2 separate regions of the Pan troglodytes genome follow, and region 1 is linked to region 2. Evidence: chromatin contacts called from public HiChIP or PLAC-seq data. All regions are on one chromosome and are shown on one strand. Each heading gives the region's core, a stretch centred on a gene start, on an enhancer-like site or on the middle of the called end of the contact. The rest is flanking DNA. Distances are from core to core; before and after follow the strand shown.

The links. HiChIP or PLAC-seq counts read pairs in DNA pulled down with a chosen protein or histone mark.
Region 1: an H3K4me3 HiChIP or PLAC-seq map of stem cell-derived excitatory neurons shows a contact between it and region 2, with 5 times the contacts expected there. The contact joins the promoter of TOE1 here to the promoter of CCDC163 in region 2. A contact is called at or near these places in 1 of 7 Hi-C or Micro-C datasets (induced pluripotent stem cells), 1 of 1 datasets of contacts at active chromatin or transcription factors (stem cell-derived excitatory neurons) and 1 of 1 other capture datasets (stem cell-derived neural stem cells).

The regions. Positions count from the first base shown.
Region 1 is chr1:185,625,122-185,629,711 of NHGRI_mPanTro3-v2.0_pri, forward strand. It overlaps TOE1 (target of EGR1, exonuclease), which reads right to left and starts at 2,452. Exons shown (of 8, transcript XM_513124.9): 1 at 2,179-2,452; 2 at 1,268-1,410; 3 at 1,140-1,180; 4 at 914-1,010; 5 at 370-528; 6 at 1-93. The coding sequence starts at 2,230. MUTYH (mutY DNA glycosylase) reads left to right here and starts at 2,125. Exons shown (of 17, transcript XR_010154093.1): 1 at 2,125-2,264.
Region 2 is chr1:185,465,473-185,469,898 of NHGRI_mPanTro3-v2.0_pri, forward strand. It overlaps CCDC163 (CCDC163 homolog), which reads left to right and starts at 1,289. Exons shown (of 6, transcript XR_010154163.1): 1 at 1,289-1,418; 2 at 1,507-1,605; 3 at 2,658-2,742; 4 at 3,415-3,482. It overlaps MMACHC (metabolism of cobalamin associated C), which reads right to left and starts at 916. Exons shown (of 4, transcript XM_024345381.3): 1 at 537-916.

The DNA of each region.
Region 1 (4,590 bases), core at 1,202-3,701, 160 kb after region 2:
GTCTATAAGGCCATTGTGTAGCACCAGGGGCCGGCGGGCTCGGATTAGCTCCAGGAATAGGGTCCGTACTGACTGGCTCTGGCTCTCATCACCCTAGATGAAAGTAAAGGGGTCAATGAGGAGGACAGAGTCCCCCAGGGAGCCTCTTCTGCTGGGCACTTATCCCAGACTTCCCCACTTGGAACGCTCTCTCTCTACCTTACCCATTGCTGCCCACCCTCCTCATACCAGTCTTGTTTCCCAAGCCCTGTCACTAGTGATTCCCCATACTCCCTAAGAAGCAGATTCTCCCCAGACATCCAGCCTAGGGTAGGAAGAAATAAAGTCACAGAAAGGGCAGACTCAAGGCTAGGGAGGCTAGAGGCCTACCTTGTCATTGCCCTTATGGTAGGGGATGCCTTGGGCATACTGCTGGTTGAAGTTGAAGCCATGCTGTATCAGGAACTGCACAGACTTTGGTTCTATGACATACTCCTCCATGCACAGCAGAGTGAGATTGAACACTTGAGCCAGATAGGAATGTTCACCCTGGGAGAAAGAGAAGTCTGCTATATCAAGATTTCAGAGAGCCAAGCTAGGAGGATGCAAAAGCTTAAGAATGATACAATGGACTCTGGGGACTCAGGGGGGGAAAGGATGGAGGCAGGTGAGGGATAAAAGACTACGCATTGGGCACAGTGTACACTGGGTGATGGGTGCACCAAAATCTCAGAAATCGCCACTAAAGAACTTACTCATTTAACCAAACACCACCTGTTCCCCATAAACCTATTCAAATTAAAAAAAAACAAACAAACTATCAAGTCAAAAAAAAAGATTTGGGAGAGAAATGCTTCCTATCTGATGTTCCCCAGAATCTCTCTACCCTCCACCCCACAGCCACACCTAGGATTGGGGTGAGATCAGCTCATACCTTGTCTGGCTGCCGCTTGAAGCAGGCGAGGCCCAGGGAAAGGATAGAACGGGTCCTGGCAGCATGACACACGGCCTTGTAACGTTCCTCGATGCACCTTGGGGTTGGGTATGGGGGTTGCTGTGGCTAGGAGTTAGCCTTATGAAGGACCCAAACCACCCAGGTCTGTGACCCCCCCACTCCACAGTTGAGGGCTGGCACTAAAGAGAAAAGGGCTTATACTTACTGGTTCAGCAAACTCTTCCTGTCCCCAAGCCCACTCAGCTCCTGTGGGTAGGTAAAGGGAGAGTTGTGACAGGCCTCTAGCACCAGCCCCTTCACAACCACCTGCCCTCCTTGTTTCCCAACTCTCACCGTGTCCACAGCCACGAAATTAGCTGTCTTTATGGCTAGCAGGAGGGATGGCCACATCTCCTTGAAGTTGTTGCTTTGCACATCCACTACGGGAACCTGGACTACTAGCTCCTCCCCAGATGTTGTGCTTTTGCTGACGCCACCTGGGGGTTAGGAGGGTGATGGATGTTCATGCTTAAGGAAAGAGCCCAGGGGAACAGACACCAAGCTAGGCCACGGTGATGGTGGTAAGGGGGGTAGTTTCCATTGGTAGCTTTTCCCACAAGCCTTTGTAACCCACGTGTTCTACACACAGGCCTTGGAGTGGAGAATGCCCTGAATTTGGGGAGAGGAAGCCTGAGTCTTCTACTGGCTTGTATGAGCCTGGGTAAATTACTTCCCACCTCGCTTTCACAATCTGTAGAGGAGAAAGTTGGACTAGACGACCTTTGATTCTTTTTTCCCATGTCCTGCAGGAAACATTTTGCAGGGCTTGAGGATCTCAGCTCCCTTAATATCCCACAGGGATCCATACTACTGTTCTCATGGTGCCCCAGCGCCACAAGCAACAGCTCCCAGTAAGCCCCAGAGCCTGGCAGTGCCCCACACCAGAGCTCCCAATACGTCCTACCTTCCTTTGGATCACAACGCTCAATCCACTCCACTGAACTGAATCACAACTATTATTACTAACCGTTATGAGCTCCAGACTACATCTCCCGCCATGCCTCCATCAGCCCCATGCTCCCAACGCTCCAGGCTTTTGCGGCCGGAGCCGCGGTGTACAACGGGACTTGTAGTCTCCTCGTGGCTAGTTCAGGCGGAAGGAGCAGTCCTCTGAAGCTTGAGGAGCCTCTAGAACTATGAGCCCGAGGCCTTCCCCTCTCCCAGAGCGCAGAGGCTTTGAAGGCTACCTCTGGGAAGCCGCTCACCGTCGGAAGCTGCGGGAGCTGAAACTGCGCCATCGTCACTGTCGGCGGCCATGACACCGCTCGTCTCCCGCCTGAGTCGTCTGTGGGTACGCTGGACTTGGGCTCCGTCTCCTGGCGCGGTTCAGGCAGTCGGGGATGGGGCGGGGTCTCGCCGTCGGGTCGCCGAGGGGTCGAACTTCCGTTCAGACGTCCCGGGTCCGGCGCGGGGAAGGCAGCCTGGCGCGCGCTAATTGCCTATTGGCCTGTGCTGCCGGCTCGCCGCCCGGGTGGACCCGAGCCACGCCCCCTGGAGTGCGCCGGAAAGCCGGGCGCGCTAGAGCTCGCGGGAGGTAATCTTTCTCTCCTGCACTCGCGGCGGGAACGCGGGGCCTCCGTGTTCTGCTGTCTTCATCAGCGTGGGCCGCGGGTAGGGGGTAGTGGGGTGGCTGGGTTTGGGCTTTCCAGAGAAGGTGACGCTGCCTGAGCTGAGCTTAAAGCACGCCCAGGAGTTAGACTAGGAGAGGGTCGTGTGGGGGAAAGAAGGGCGTTCTGGGCATCGGTAAATTCCCAGAGAGGATGGAGAGCTCAGTGATCTCCAGAAAGTGAAAGAGGCGGGGAGTAGGCCATCGGAGGAGGCTGCCGAGGGTGTAAGAGCGACCGATTGGTAGGGAAGCTTTTGTAATAATCCAATCAAGTGATAATGTGAACTTGAATTAAGGCTGGCAGTATGGATGGCGAGGAAGGGACAAATTGTGAAGCAGCTAGGCGGTATAGTCGACCTAGAGGGTGATTGAACTTGAAAGAGGTTCCTAGGCCGGGCGCGGTGGCTCACGCCTGTAATCCCAGCACTTTGGGAGGCCGAGGCGGGCGGATTACCTGAGGTCCGGAGTTCAAAACCAGCCTGGCCAACATGGTGAAACCCCGTCTCTACTAAAAGTACAAAAAAAATTAGCTGGGTATGGTGCGGGCGCCTGTAATCCCACTACTTGGGAGGCTGAGGCAGGAGAATCGCTTGAACCTGGGAGGCAGAGGTTGCGGTGAGCCGAGATCACGCCATTTTGCACTTCAGACTGGGCAACAAGAGCGAAACTCCGTCTCAAAAAAAAAGAGATTCCTATTGGAGACTAGTTCCTCCGTAAACACTACGATTCCCATCCACCTCTGCCTTCCAGTGCTCCTTTGTTACTCATTGTTTATAGTTAATCTTCAGCTTCTCTCAACTGAGCCCATTTCATCATTATTCAGAACTGCTTGGGCCGGGCGCAGTGGCTTATGGCCTGTAATCATCTTAGGAGGCCAAGGTGGGAGGATCGCTTGACCCTAGGAGTTCAAGACTAGCCTGGGCAACATAGTGAAACCTTGTCTCTACAAAAAGAAAATTAAAAATTAGTTGGGCATGGTGGTGCGCACCTGTAGTCCCAGCTACAGGAGGCTGAGGTGAGAGGATGGCTTGAGCCCAGGAGGTCGAGGCTGCAGTGAGCCATGTTCTCATTGCACTCCAGCCTGAGTGGCAGAGCAGCAAAGTGAGGGACACACTGTCTCTAAAAACAAAACAAAACAAAAATAAAAAAACTCTTTGGATTTCTCCTATCCTAAAAAAGGGAAACTCTTTTGACTATCCCCCATCCCATTAATTCATTTAACAGGTATCTATTGTGTACAGTTTACCTGGCACTGACTTTGGACACACACCAATCAACAAGAGAATCAGTCCTTGCACTCAAGTCGTTTTTTACAGTCAAATTCAGGAAGTACACACTGATGGAAAGAATCAAAGTAATGTAAAATTACATTAGGTAAGAGCTACAAGGCAGAAATATGTGATAGGATAAGATGAGGGGACCTGATTTGGACATTTCAGTCAAGACTTGAAAAATGATAAGGTGTTAGGTAAAAGCATAAAAGAGTCCAAACAGAGGAAATGGATTGTGTGAGGCCCCAAGGTGGGCAGACACACTTGAGGTGTTTAAGCAACTAAATTCAGTCAACCTTGGCTAGAGCATAGTGAGGGGATGAGGCGGATGGTGCCCGGATCACTGGACCTGCAAGGCTGTAGTAAGAGGACTGCCTTCTAAGAGCAAGGGTGTGGCAGCCAAATCCCTCCAATGGCCTATAAGGTACTTTGTGACCCTCCTCTCCCCACCTCATCTGGTTTACTTCTCTGACCTCTTCTACCACTCAGTCCCATCTCATTCCATTCTAACCACATTGACCTACTTACTGTACCACAGACATACCAGGCACCCTCCTTGGGGCCTTTGCACTCACTTAGAATGCTTTGGGTCTACCTTGACCACAGTCTTTAAAATTGCAACATTAAACCCCACCTTGGCACTCTTTTTTTTCCCCTCTTGGTCTAATTTTTGCTTTTTATGCTAATATTTATCACCTAACATCGTATGGAATTTACTTATGTTCATTATTCCTTTTCTG
Region 2 (4,426 bases), core at 39-2,538:
AGGTCATATGGTGTCTCCCGTTAACGAATCCGGCATTACATGGGGGTAAAAGGTTAAACATGCGACAACTTTTTTTTTTTTTTTGACACGGAGTTTCGCTCTTTGTTGCTCAGGCTGGACTGCAATGGCGCAATCTCGGCTCACTGCAACCTCCGTCTCATGGGTTCAAGCAATTGTCCTGCCTCAGCCTCCCGAGTAGCTGGGATTACAGGCATGCACCACCACGCCCGGCTAATTTTATATTTTTAGTAGAGATGGGGTTTCACCATGTTGGCCAGGCTGGTCTCGAACTCCTCACCTCAGGTGATCCGCCCGCCTCGGCCTCCCAAAGTGCTGGGATTACAGGCGTGAGCCACCATGCCCGGCCTCGACCACTACCTTTTTAACCCAAGCCCCCACTGAAACGCTGTCCCTGTTGTCACATGGACACTGGGCTGCAGGAACCCAGGAGGATCAGAGGCTCCCGAGGCCTCACGCCAGTTGCAACGAAGCCAATCATATATTTCGCCCTAGAACAGCAGGAGGGATAAACTAACCTGGAAGGGGTAAACCTCGAAGCCAAAAGGACATAGCGTGTCCTCGATCTTCTGCTTCAGCTCTGCGACTTTCGGCTCCATAGCGCACGTTACACGCTGAGCTTGCTGGGGAATGAAGTCTCAAGGACAATTGGGCCGTTACGTTTTGAGTCAGCTTCGACTCCATTTCCCAGGTAGGAAATGGGTCCAGTAGCGGGACCATATTGCCTATGCGCGATGCATCTTGGGATGCGTAGTTCGTTTCCTCCTTGGAGACAGCCACACGAAATCGGGAAGACTCAGTTTCCCGGCAAGCTACACGGTGGGGGTGTGCATGTACGTGTCTCTTCTAGAGAAAGGTAGTTCCACCGCCTCCATCGCCGGTTGTGTTCGCAAGAGGCGAACTCAGTTTCCCAGGTGGCGCTGCGGCAGCCAGTCCAAAGTCGGACTTTCAAAACCAACCCGAAGTTTTGAACCCGGCGGCGGCAGTTGTCACTGGCACAGGTTTGGCGTGGCGGCGCCAGTGTACTACTTCTGGGGAGGTCTCGACCAGGTTCTGGCACCTTCAATCCCCACCTGATATCTGCGTATCATCACGGTATCCCGCTTTTCCCCCAGTTCCCCAAGAGCGTCCTTCCTTTCCCTAGTCACAGGATCGCAGTTTTGGTCTGATAGCGCATCCACCTACCCCAGTGTTGCATCCCCACTTCCCTCTTTCCATCTAACGTGGTGGCCTTTCCTGGGGATACCTTGGGTATCCCCCGCTGGGAGAGCAAGCACAAGACACCAGGGAGCCAGACCCCTGCCGCTCCCCTGCCACAGGATATGAATACGAGCCTCAGCTGGTTGGAGCAGCTGGATGTGCTTCTCAACGCTACTGATGGAAATGTGGTCCGGAATAAGGTGAGGGGTTGGTGGAAGTCCCCAGTTTGCGTGGGGAGGCTAAGGGACTCTCAGAGTTCATTGGCCTGTGCATCTGTTTCTTTTGTAGCAGTGGCTGTATCCTCTTGGGGTCTCCACAGAGCTCATTGGCCTGTGCATCTGTTTCTTCTGTAGCAGTGGCTGTATCCTCTTGGGGTCTCCACCGCAGGTAAGTAATGTCTCTTTCTACTTCCAAGCCCTTTCTCTTTCTGTGCCTTCCTCCAGTGCCCGTATCATCCATTATTCCTTCCAAATTCCAACTCTGTCCTTTCCTGAACTCTGTTTCCCCACACAGACCCTGCACTTAACCCTTCGTTATTTCCTCAGCCGGGGACCTGGCTGGGACCTGGATTTCCTCTCATCACTTGCCTCTGCAGTTAGGAGTCCAAGCTCAACAGCCTTGGGCTTTAGAGACTCCCATAGTTCCACAAAGGCTGAGCTGCCCTGAGTCCTAGAGCCCATCCTCTCTCTGGGATGAGGTTGCTATTCTCTGATCCCAATTTCAATCTCAGGCTCAGGTGAGGCTTGGAATCCTTGGTGTGTATATGTGATGTTTGTGTGAGATGAGGATACTAGGGGTCGGGAAAAACTGTTATACAGTAGTTCATGTGTTTTTTTCTGCCTGGGGAGGTGACAGGCACTAAGGCAGGCAGTGCAGGGCCTGCTAGAAGAGCGAGAGCAGCAGAAGTACCAGATCAGTGTCCTGGAAGGTATCTGGCCAGTTATTTTCTTCATATACACAGCTTCATATGTATGCACACAATTTTGCCACACACCTGTTGTGTGTGCACATGTGTCTTGTTTTGCAAGTAGAGTATCTAGGGTCTTGTGAAACTCTTAGAGAGGATGATCCCTAACTTGTCCCACTACAGCATCACTAAGGTTGCTGCAGGGGGCCCCAAAGGGGAGTGCTTTTCTCCTGGAGCAACGCCTGGAGGAGCTGAGAAGGGAACTGCAGGGCCTTCAGAGCCAGGTGTGGGAGCAAGCCCAAGCCCCAGCCCAAGCCCAGATGCAAACAGGACCAGGAGAATGCAGTACTACCAATGGCCTTCCTCAGGAGCTGCAGACTGAGTAAGGGATAGGCAAGACCTTGCCTTCTTGAGGCCTTTGAACTTTTGGCATTTGTAGTGGGACAAGTTGGGGATCATCCTCTCTAAGAGTTTCACAAGACCCTAGATACTCTACTTGCCTTCTTACTCTGGTTTTGTTGATTGACTTTAGAATAGCACTGCTGTCACTCCTACAGTGCTGTGGGAGGACTCAGAGATTATGCAGAAGGAATTGAAGTTGCTGCAGTACCAGTTGAGTAAGTAAAAGGTGGTTGGGGGCAAATATGCATTTCCTTGTCCCCTTTTCTGGAAAGTCATCTTCTTTTATTTATTTTTATTTATTTTTATTTTTTTTGAGATGGAGTCTTGCTCTGTTGCCCAGCCTCACTCTGTTGCCTGTTGCCAAGGCTGTGTTGCAATGGCGCAATCTTGGCTCACTGCAACCTCTGCCTCCCGAGTCCAAGCGATTCTCCTGCCTCAGCCTCCTGAGTAGCTGGGATTACAGGTGCCCGCCACCATGCCCGGCCACTTTTTTTCGTATTTTTAGTATTTTTAGTAGAAATGGGGTTTCACCATGTTGGCCGAGCTGGTCTCGAACTCCTGACCTCAGATGATCCGCCTGCCTTGGCCTCCCAAAGTGCTGGGATTACAGGTGTGAGCCACTGCGCCTGGCCTGGAAAGTCTTCTTGCTCTCCCATTAAGTGGCCATGGCTCCAACTGCCTGAGCTACTGAGAAGTGTGGCCAAGTATTTTGTTGCACTCTTTGTCTCTCATGGTGTGAGTTTAATCTCTTCAGTCAGCTTGGAAGCGTCCCAATGGCTGAGCCAGAATGTTTCTGTCTCAGTTTTTGGCAGCAGGCTGGTCACAGGCAGGGAGGGAGAAGGAAAGAAGTTGGGGAACAGCCCCCTTACATTCTCTCTCATCTGCAGGCCAGCACCAGGAGCTGCTGCTGAAACAGCTGGCTGAGGGACGACAGGCTCAGGTTGGCAGTTGGAAGGTAGGACTAGGTTCAGACTTGTCTCTGCATATTTCTCTATGGAGGACCTTTCCTTTCTCTGTCTATCCTGTTCTGCAGGGAGGCCAGGATACCCTCTCCTGCCCCTGTCTCCATTCCTCTCTTCCCTGTGCTGACTCTCTCTCTCTCCAGAGCTCTTCTTCCTAACCCTTCTGCTCCCGGCCATGAGAAACTATCCTTGCCGACATGAGGGTTCCAAGTGTGCTGAAGAGGACAGTCATGGGGAGGGAGAGAGGGAGAGGTTTGGTTCCACCTGAGCCCATGATCTGGCAGATGTTACAGCAGTTGCAAAGTGGCCAGGAAGGCAAGGGTCATACCCTGGAGGCTACCAGGACAGAGGACCAAGATGCCTGGAGGGAGCACAACCTCCTTAGGTCGGGGGTGTGGGTGCTGTGCCATTGGAGGGAAATTGTCTCACAGGTCGGGCACTGGGGACCAAAGTTCAGCTATCCTAGATTTGACTTGGGCTTTTGGGGTAGTATGAGTATCTGGGTTGTATCCCATAAGGGCATTCTTTACCTGATAGAGAGTCAGTGAGGTACCTTTGTATGTTTGGATGTTACAGAGGGAGGAGAGATGGGCAGGGCGCGGTGGCTCACGCCTATAATCCCAGCACTTTGGGAGGCCGAGGTGGGTGGATCACCTGAGGTCAGGAGTTCAAGACCAGCCTGGCTAACATGGTGAAACCCCATCTCTACAAAAATTAGCCGGGCATGATGGCGGGTGCCTGTAATCCCAGCTACTCGGGAGGCTGAGGTGGGAGAATCACTTGAACCCAGGAGGTGGAGGTTGCAGTAAACTGAGATCATGCCGTTGCACTCCAGCTTGGGTGACAGAGTGAGACTCCATCTCAAAAAAAAAAAAAAAAAAAAAAAAAAGAGGGAGGAGACCAGAGTCCTAGCCTGAGGAAGGAGGACAGTTCTGTG